Linked DNA regions of Rattus norvegicus: region 2 is linked to region 1. The links are chromatin contacts, called in public Hi-C maps. All regions are on one chromosome and are shown on one strand. The core of a region is the stretch at or near the end of the contact, and the rest is flanking DNA. Distances in the headings are between cores, read along the strand shown. Region 1 holds the start of Bdnf (brain-derived neurotrophic factor). Region 2 holds the start of Lin7c (lin-7 homolog C, crumbs cell polarity complex component).

Evidence for each region. A called contact is a pair of places that touch in the nucleus more often than the background predicts.
Region 2: a Hi-C map of the A7r5 cell line shows a contact between it and region 1, with 5 times the contacts expected there. The contact joins the promoter of Lin7c here to the promoter of Bdnf in region 1. A contact is called at or near these places in 5 of 12 Hi-C or Micro-C datasets (the A7r5 cell line, the Rat2 cell line, Schwann cells and 2 more).

What each region holds. Positions count from the first base shown.
Region 1 is chr3:116,636,780-116,641,184 of GRCr8, forward strand. Bdnf (brain-derived neurotrophic factor) reads left to right here and starts at 2,173. Exons shown (of 2, transcript NM_001270630.1): 1 at 2,173-2,520. The coding sequence starts at 2,203.
Region 2 is chr3:116,859,788-116,864,042 of GRCr8, forward strand. It overlaps Lin7c (lin-7 homolog C, crumbs cell polarity complex component), which reads left to right and starts at 1,597. Exons shown (of 5, transcript NM_021851.2): 1 at 1,597-1,658. The coding sequence starts at 1,622.

The sequences.
Region 1 (4,405 bases), core at 923-3,422:
CTGTCAAATAGCAAATGTTAGTAAGTCCACTTTATTAAGATCAGCCCTTAGATAAATGAATCTCAGTATACAACACTACCATTCTTGGTAACCACCAACTGTCTGGGAAAGGGAATGTTCACACTTCCTTTCCTCCGGCAAATTTAATGTTTAAGCATTTAGAGATAGTCAGACAGCAATGCCTTAATAATGATTAAGTCGTTTAGATTCTGCAAACATGCACATTCACATACACAGACCCACAGAAGTTGAGGTGCGTCCCCAAGACTCATTTTTGCCTCCTCTATGAATCACACATGTCAGTCTTCCATGGTGACTTGAAATTGTCTGTAAAGGGATTGCTTATTAAAATGCTAATCCCTGGGCACTGCCTCAGCCATACTAAAGGCTAGCCTTAGAAGAAGGAACCTCCCTTTCACTCTTCAGACAGGTGATTATGTTAACAAGAGGCTGTGACACTATGCTCAATACTGCCCTCTTGTTCTTTTTTTTTTCTTTTCCCTAAAATAAATAAGTGAAGGCCTGCCCTAGCCTTTACTTACTGGCTGGATTAGAGGGGCAACGTTTACCAAAGCAAGAATCCAGGTAGACAGCTTGGCAGAGTTTACCATACAGCTAAATGAAAATAGTCCTCCAGAAACCAGTCATGTAACTGATCTCTTAGCCACAAGTAAAAAAAAAAAAAAAAGAAAGAAAGAAAGAAAGAAAAAAGAAAAGAAAACCGGCCCAAAGACCCCTCACTGCCCCATAGGAAGGGGGCTCAGGGAGCTACTCACCCAACCCCACCCACCCCTCACCCTAAATTTTGGTTAAAGATTTAAAAAAAAAATGTGTTGTTGCTGCCTAGATGATGAAAGGTTTGGCTTCTGTGTGCGTGAGTTCGCTAGGACTGGAAGTGGAAACGTCTACAAAGCATGCAATGCCCTGGAACGGAATTCTTCTAATAAAAGATGTATCATTTTAAATGCGCGGAATTCTGATTCTGGTAATTCGTGCACTAGAGTGTCTATTTCGAGGCAGAGGAGGTATCATATGACAGCTCACGTCAAGGCAGCGTGGAGCCCTCTCGTGGACTCCCACCCACTTTCCCATTCACCGAGGAGAGGACTGCTCGCGCTGCCGCTCCCCCCACCCACCCCCGGCGAGCTAGCATGAAATCTCCCAGTCTCTGCCTAGATCAAATGGAGCTTCTCACTGAAGGCGTGCGAGTATTACCTCCGCCATGCAATTTCCACTATCAATAATTTAACTTCTTTGCTGAAGAACAGGAGTACATATCGGCCACCAAAGACTCGCCCCCCTCCCCCTTTTAACTGAAGAGAAGGGGAAATATATAGTAAGAGTCTAGAACCTTGGGGACCGGTCTTCCCCAGAGCAGCTGCCTTGATGTTTACTTTGACAAGTAGTGACTGAAAAAGGTGGGTTTCTTTTCTTTCTCTTTCCTCACCCCCCCGCCCCCCTTGGTCTGCTGGGAAGCATATGGCTTTAGTGAGGTCTGTTACTGCCTAGGCTTCCCGGCTAGAAGCGGTAACTTGATGTAATGCTATCCGGGGTTATTCATTAATAAAAAATACTGTTATTATCTTGATTGAATTCTATTAGGCAAACTCCGGAGAGGTCAGGGCGCGAACTCTGGTTAAGCTGATGTGTTTAAGGTAGCGGAGTAAACCATAACCCCGCACACTCTGTGTAGTTTCATTGTGTGTTCGCTTTTTCTAGCTCTGTGGTGCGGGAAGGTGCGGGAAGGTGTGTCTGGGGCAGGGGCGGGGGGATGCACGCCCTCTCCCACAGAACTTGGGTGTTGGGATGGGAAAGATGGGGAGAGTTGCAAACCAGGGGAGAAAGATTTGGGAGCGTGGTAGTCACACTTGTTCCCTCCTACTCTGGGGCACATTGAGGGGAGTAGGGTTCCTAGGAACCGGAATTGGACCACCCCTCCTAGCCCAGGGCACCCTGCGGAGACAGCAGAGGGCAGGCATAGAGCTTTGGGGTTAAGCAGCTGGTTCCGGGGAAATGGACAGAAGCCGGTGCAGGGGAATTAGGGATACCCCAAGGGCTTCCGAGGGCTGAATCCCGGCAAGGAAAAGGCGCGTCGTCCCCTTTAAGCAGCCGCCCCGAATGGGTATCGGTGGCGCGGCTGAGCAGGGAGGGGATAGGGGCGGCGCTGTCTGACCAATCGAAGCTCAACCGAAGAGCTAAATAATGTCTGACCCCAGTGCCTGGCGCTGGCTGAGCTCTGGGTGCCCGCCGCTGCCGCCGCGCCGGGGCGCACCCGCTGGCTGGCTGTCGCACGGTCCCCATTGCGCCCGGGACTCCCCGGCTTGGAGAAGGAAACCGCCTGGGGCGGCGCGCCACCTCCGCCTGGCAGGCTTTGATGAGACCGGGTTCCCTCAGCTCGCCACCGCTGCTTTGGGGCAGACGAGAAAGCGCACGGGGCCCAGGGCAGGGCGCAGGGACCAGGAGCGTGACAACAATGTGACTCCACTGCCGGGGATCCGAGAGCTTTGTGTGGACCCTGAGGTAGGCGACTGCGGGGCGTGGGGCTAAGCGCGAGAGCTGGAGGCGCGTGCGCCCGGGAAAGTTGGCTAGGGGACTGAGAAGTTGTGGGACCGCATAACTTCGGCTTCACCTTCGTCCCGGGACAGCGGAGGGCGGGGTTGCTCCTGAGGAGCGTTCTCCCGGGAGCCCACGACCCCGAGAGACAGCGCGACCCCGGGAATCCCTTCAGTGCGAGAGAAAAAGCCAAGGGAAGAGGACGACTTGCGCCATGGGAGCAAAGCCTGCGTCCCGGGGATCCCCGAAGTCCTCCCGCAGACGAGGAAGGGTGGTGAGAGAGATGTAGGGCAACAGCTGTCGGGGGCTCAGACGGAAGGCACCGAGTCTGGGCTGGGATGAGATCCCTTACCACAGGCTAGGCACTCTCCACGCAGATTTGGACCGGGGTGGTGTGTAGTGTAGTCCGAGAATGGGTCTTGGCGCCCTCTGCCCTCATCTCTTTTCCTGGGTATCACAACAGGCTGTTCACTGTCACCTGCTTTCTAGGGAGTATTACCAAAGCTTCTTACAAGTCCAAGGTCAACATAACTAGGAACTTGGGATCATTCTTGTCACTGGGACCTGAAAGGGTCTGCGGAACTCCAGGTCCCACAGCTTGTATCCGACCCTCTCTGTCCATCCAGCGCACCTCTTTAGGCATCCTCCAGAGGAAGTGAAAGTTTTGACTTTCATCCGGGAGTAGATTGGGTGTCTGTGGAGGATGAAGAGTCTGGTTTTGGTTTCTGGAGATGCTGGAACAGGATGGGGAATGGATGAGCGACCTAAGCGTAAAAAGAAATAGCTGAGGATGCCAGCTTTGTGCTTGATGACAAGGAAGAAGGGGAAAATGCTGCCCGGGGGGTTCCCCCGGGGCTTCTGGGGGTTGAGCCACAGGCTGTGGGTTTGAACTGGTGTTTTAGTGAAAACAATTCGTGAGTTGGGGGTGGAGCCTGGACTAGGAAACGGAGTATGGGGACTTGGGGGTTGGGGGAGCCGGAGGAAGAGAGGGAGGATCCAAAGAAGAGGGAGAAGAGGGCCAGGAGAGCTGAGCTAGGAAGGTAGAGGGTGCCCTCTTCTGGCCACACTGGCAAGAGTAGCTACTGGGGCTCGTCGGATGGGGGTGGGGAAATGTTTTAGGGGCAGTTTTGCTGGTCTTTAAGGGGGTTGTGAGGAAAAACTTGTTGAATGGTGTTCCGAACCAGCTTCCTGAGATGTGCGGTTGGGTTCGGAATTTTAACTTGTTACGTTTCTTTCCTTGAGTTGCCGGAGTGCTTTGAGAAATAACATTGACGAGGTGCTGGGCTTTTCTGGAACTTACTTGAGGGTCTTCCTGGCATCCTGAAATATCCGCGCTCTTCAGCGTCAACAACAACCAATGAACTTTTTTCCTCTCTCACAAGAGTTCAGGATGCTCTTGGCTAGAAGCATATTTCTGCCTGTTTATTAAGCCTTCTAGAAGTTTATTAAGCCTTCTTTTTTTTTTTAAACGGTGTGTGATTAAGAACAGTCATTGTAATCTAATTGTATATAAATGGCTAAATGAGTCCCCCTTCCCAACAACTGGATCAACTTACTGAAAATATACCCCTCTTTTAATTCTTCTTCAAAAATCGATTCTTTTATACATTAGTTATAAGGTCAAAACCCATTTTGAGCCTATAATTGATTTTGTTTTGTTTTCTTTTGCTGCATTATTTATTTATTTATTTTATTTACGGGTTTGATTCTTCTAAGCATCCGGGCCCCTCTAAGATTGCGACACTATTTTCAGGTCGGAGGTATCTGAGGCTAGAACAAGAGCGGTTCAAGCTGTTACACATAATAGGCTTAATCGGGTGCACAGAGGATGGAATAACATTAGGGAGTTTTA
Region 2 (4,255 bases), core at 347-2,846, 220 kb after region 1:
ACACACTGCTTATGTAACTTAGGCTGAGGTCATATTGGATTACAGTAGGCCCCTAATCCAATAGGACTTGTCTTCTGAGAAAATGCTCAGACGAAAATAGCGAGAATGCCATGTGACTATGAAAACAAAGACTGAGTTCACCAGAAACTTCCAGGAAACTGCTAGAGAGCCAGGAAGGAACAAGAAAAGGTTCCTATAGATGGGAATAAACATAGTACTTTCATTCCTGACTTCTAGCTTTCAGAAATGTGAGATAAATTATCTGTTTTAAGACATTCCACTTGTTATACTTTGCAATGGAAGCTCTAGAAAACAAGGAAAGAATTCTAGTTTGAGAATTAATTTTCTGTAACAGTTTTATAGCTTGCAGAGTCCTTCCAGATCTGTTAACGAAAAGAAAGTGCATCCTGCTTAGATTCCTAGTCCTTAGAAGATCCTTTATTCTCTGGAAACCTTTATGATCTTCTACTTAAGCCTGGAATTCTGGGGTTTTGTGATAATTGTGCTCATCATCAAAGACATGGAAAAAGAATACTCCGAAAGAGCAGGGACTCGGAGGTATATAACTCAGTAGTATAAGATTTGTGTAGCTTGTACAAGTCTGCAGGCTTGATTCTCTGGAAAAGTAATGTGTAACCCCAGTCATAAGAATAGTTCCTGTCGGGAAAGAAAGTCTATGTCATTTGTATGGGGCATGAGGAAGCTTGAGGACTGCTGCCCAGTGGTAGAATTCAATTAGCTCTACCTAATAACTTGTAGAAAACTGCAGTTCAATGGAAAGAGTGGATCATCCACAGTTACTAAAACAATCTTGTTGTGAAGCTATGAGGATCTGGAAATGATATTGCTGTTAGAGGAGTACTAGCTTCTCTTCCAGGGAAACCAGGGTTAGATTCCCAACACCCACAGGGTAAGTCACAACCATCTGTAACTCCAGTTCCAGGGGAATCGATGCCCTCTTGTGGCCTCTACGGTCACCAGGCATGTAAATGGTGCAGAGATGTACATTAGGGCAAAACACCCATATATATATATATATATAAGTTCTTCCAAATTACAAAAATGTACCCATAAAACAAAATCCATGCCTTGTACTTCATTTACAAACAGATTTTGAATTGGCTAATTAAAAGCGATACTTTGTGGTATATCAAAGAATCTTCTCTCCCAATTACTTTGTATTTTCCACCTTTCTGCTCAAACAGAATTTTGGGGAAAATTCGAATTGCAGATTTTTAAAATTAAATCAAGCTAGGATATTAAGAATTTATAAGAGCCTCGGACACGGGGCAACCAGCCTAAACGATCAGTGTGCAAATCCAAGGTCAGAGGCTGCCGTCGGTCAAGCAAGGCCTGGAACTAACGACATGACTTCCCCGACGCAGGGAACAGTGGGGACATCGGTTCTTTGCAACCTCGGGTTGTTGGAAGTGGACGAGCACAGATGGACGAAGGGAGACCACCCCTCGGCCGCACAGCATTCCCCGTTAACGCTCTGCGTAGTTAACCGCATCCTTCTAGCTCTCGCGTTAGTACCAAACTCGCTCTTCCGGTTTCTCGGCCGGGTCCACCGCGGCCCCTCTGTCGTCATTTCCTGTGGGTCTGGACCGCGGAAGAGAAGATGGCGGCGCTGGGAGAACCTGTCCGGCTGGAGAGGGGTGAGTGCGGCGGGTCTCGCGGCCGCGATGGGTGGGGCGGGTCGAGACTACGAACCGCTTTGCCTACCGGCCGGAGCGAAGGCAAAGTGGCCGGGGCGCTGATACCCGGAACCCCCCTCCCTCGGCCTCGGCTCTGGGAGCTGCTGGTGGAGGGCGCTTGGCGTTTGAAAGATGCCAGACCCGGCTGTTCTCGCTTACCGTGGGCACTGCTCGATTCAGCGACCTACCCACGGCTGTAGGCACAAGCACTCCCTGGGTGTGTACTACAGAAGGGCTTTCAGCTTCATAAACCCTAAGAGCAAAGGCCACACTCGCTGTTCGGGACTGTCTGCTGTCATTGCCCCTGTACACGAACAGATTAGTGTGGCCTCTTGGCCTCGTTCTTACACTTGGTGGACACAGGCACATTCCCGCAGAAACTCCCTCGCCCCCATTTAAAACTCAGACTCCATCATTTGACCACAACCTCCGGGCTTTGAGTTGCTGTTTCTTAGCTTTCGCATCCCTCCAGCCACGGAGAGGGTGCTTTAAAGAAGAAAAAAAAAATCCAACTGACTTGATCTTGGGTAGGAGATTACATAACTAGGAGGAGTAGTGGCTTGATTTTAAATCACTTTTAAGTACGATGCCATTCCTTGCTTAACAAACGTCCAATTGGAAATCTGGTTGGTTGATTGCTTCTTAGAGCAAACAGTCAAGAAAAATAAAACCTATTCAAGAGAAGCCTGTGAAAATACTAGGGTCCAAATTGTGGGTTTCCGATATTGTACTCTGTTCTGCCCAAGCTAAATTTCAGACAACCGAAACAAGCTTTTTACAATTGGTAGTCATAGCAATCAGGAAGTACCAGTTAAACGTTTTGAGTACTGTTGGCAAACAAAATCTTGGAAAAAGTGAAGTTTGACACTGCTTTGCATATATTAGTATTCACAATTATAGTCTCAATATTAATATTGTCCAAGAAGGAAGTAATTTTAAAGTTTGTGTATGTAATAGAACCCTCCTTCATGCCTCACCCACAATGCTGACTAGTTTTGCTTTTTATTATAGTGATTATGGAAGTCATTTCTTTCTTTCTTTCTTTTTAAATAAATGAGCTTGTTTCTGACAGGGTAGCTTGGGAAAGACTAAGGTAGGCCTACAGCTGTGACATTTTCTTCTTGAGTGCTGCAGTGTCAGTGTGCTTTGTGAATAGGAGCAAATCTGCTTGTATTAATCAGAAGAGTTGGAAGTTTATAACAAGATGGCGATCTTCTGTATTTTTTTTTAAAAAGCAGAAACTGTGGATCTTTACCCTCTGACATTTGCTTTTTGCTGTTAGGAAGTTTTCAGTTAGACAGTAGATAGTTCAAAATTTGGTAGGAATGAAATACTAGTTGGTTTTTGCCAGTTAGCAGGATAAGCAAGTCAGTTGGTGTTAAGTCTGATTCTGATTGAGAATTCTTTTTTTTTGTTTGTTTGTTTTTTTTTTCCGGAGCTGGGGACCGAACCCAGGGCCTTGCGCTTGCTAGGAAAGTGCTCTACCGCTGAGCTAAATCCCCAACCCCCTGATTGAGAATTCTAACAGACCTAACATATTCTCAAGAGTTCTACAGTACAATTCCACAGTAAAATACCAGTACATATGACCAAGTTCCTGTTTTGCTTCTAAATGATCAAAGCATAGTTCACTGGTACACGAACTTAATAAGCATGTATTTGGAATAGAGTTTTTAACTCATTGATTAGTTGCTCTCCCTTCTCTCTACCCTCTCATATTCTCCTCTTCCCTTTTCTTCTTTCCACCATGTTGTATTGAGTTCATACTAGGGGAGCACTCTAGTGCTGAGCCATTTCCCCAGCCCTGTAGGTAGGATTTTAATATGGATAGTGTATTGTAACTTTGTCAATCAACCACTCGTGAAACAACATTTATTAGCCATTCTGGTGCTGGGAAATCAGAGCAAAGGTAGTCTGTTTGATTAATAGCAGTTTAGACTTATTATCTAAAACTGAATCAACTTTTTAAAAGCTTCTCTACTAAGTTTATTTGGACGTTTTCATAAGCAAATGTAAAGTCCTTTTCCTTGAAGTAAATATCTGGTGAAATCAAAAACTTCCTCCACTTAAGTCAAAAGTATGCAAGGATTAGAATATATAGGATAGTGTATAGACTCTCTATAGAACCCAAAAGTATCTTAACCTTTGGAGGTAAATGGACACAATTGAAATTTACTGAAACGTCTGTTAATTAGCAATAGTAATCTACTGAGGCTGGGGTTCAGAAAAGCCTTAAGGAAAAAAATCAGAACAGAAGTTGTGATTAATAGTGTTACAACATGAATCTGAGTTTTCTAAAGTTCTTTGTTCATTAAACACATTTTTTACATTCCCAGTGACAGTTATCTAATATGCTAAAGTAAGAGTGTGTGTTTGTGTGTGTGTGTGTGTGTGTGTGTGTGTGTAATTCTTTAGTATTTTTTTCTTTTTAAGTTGTATGTGTTGGGAGCCTAGGGGCTGGAGTGGGCAGAAGAGGGTGTCAGATTTCTAGAACTGGAGTTTTAGGTAATTAAGAGATTTCCAAGTGGGTTCTGAGAGTCAGGAAGTACCGAATCTCT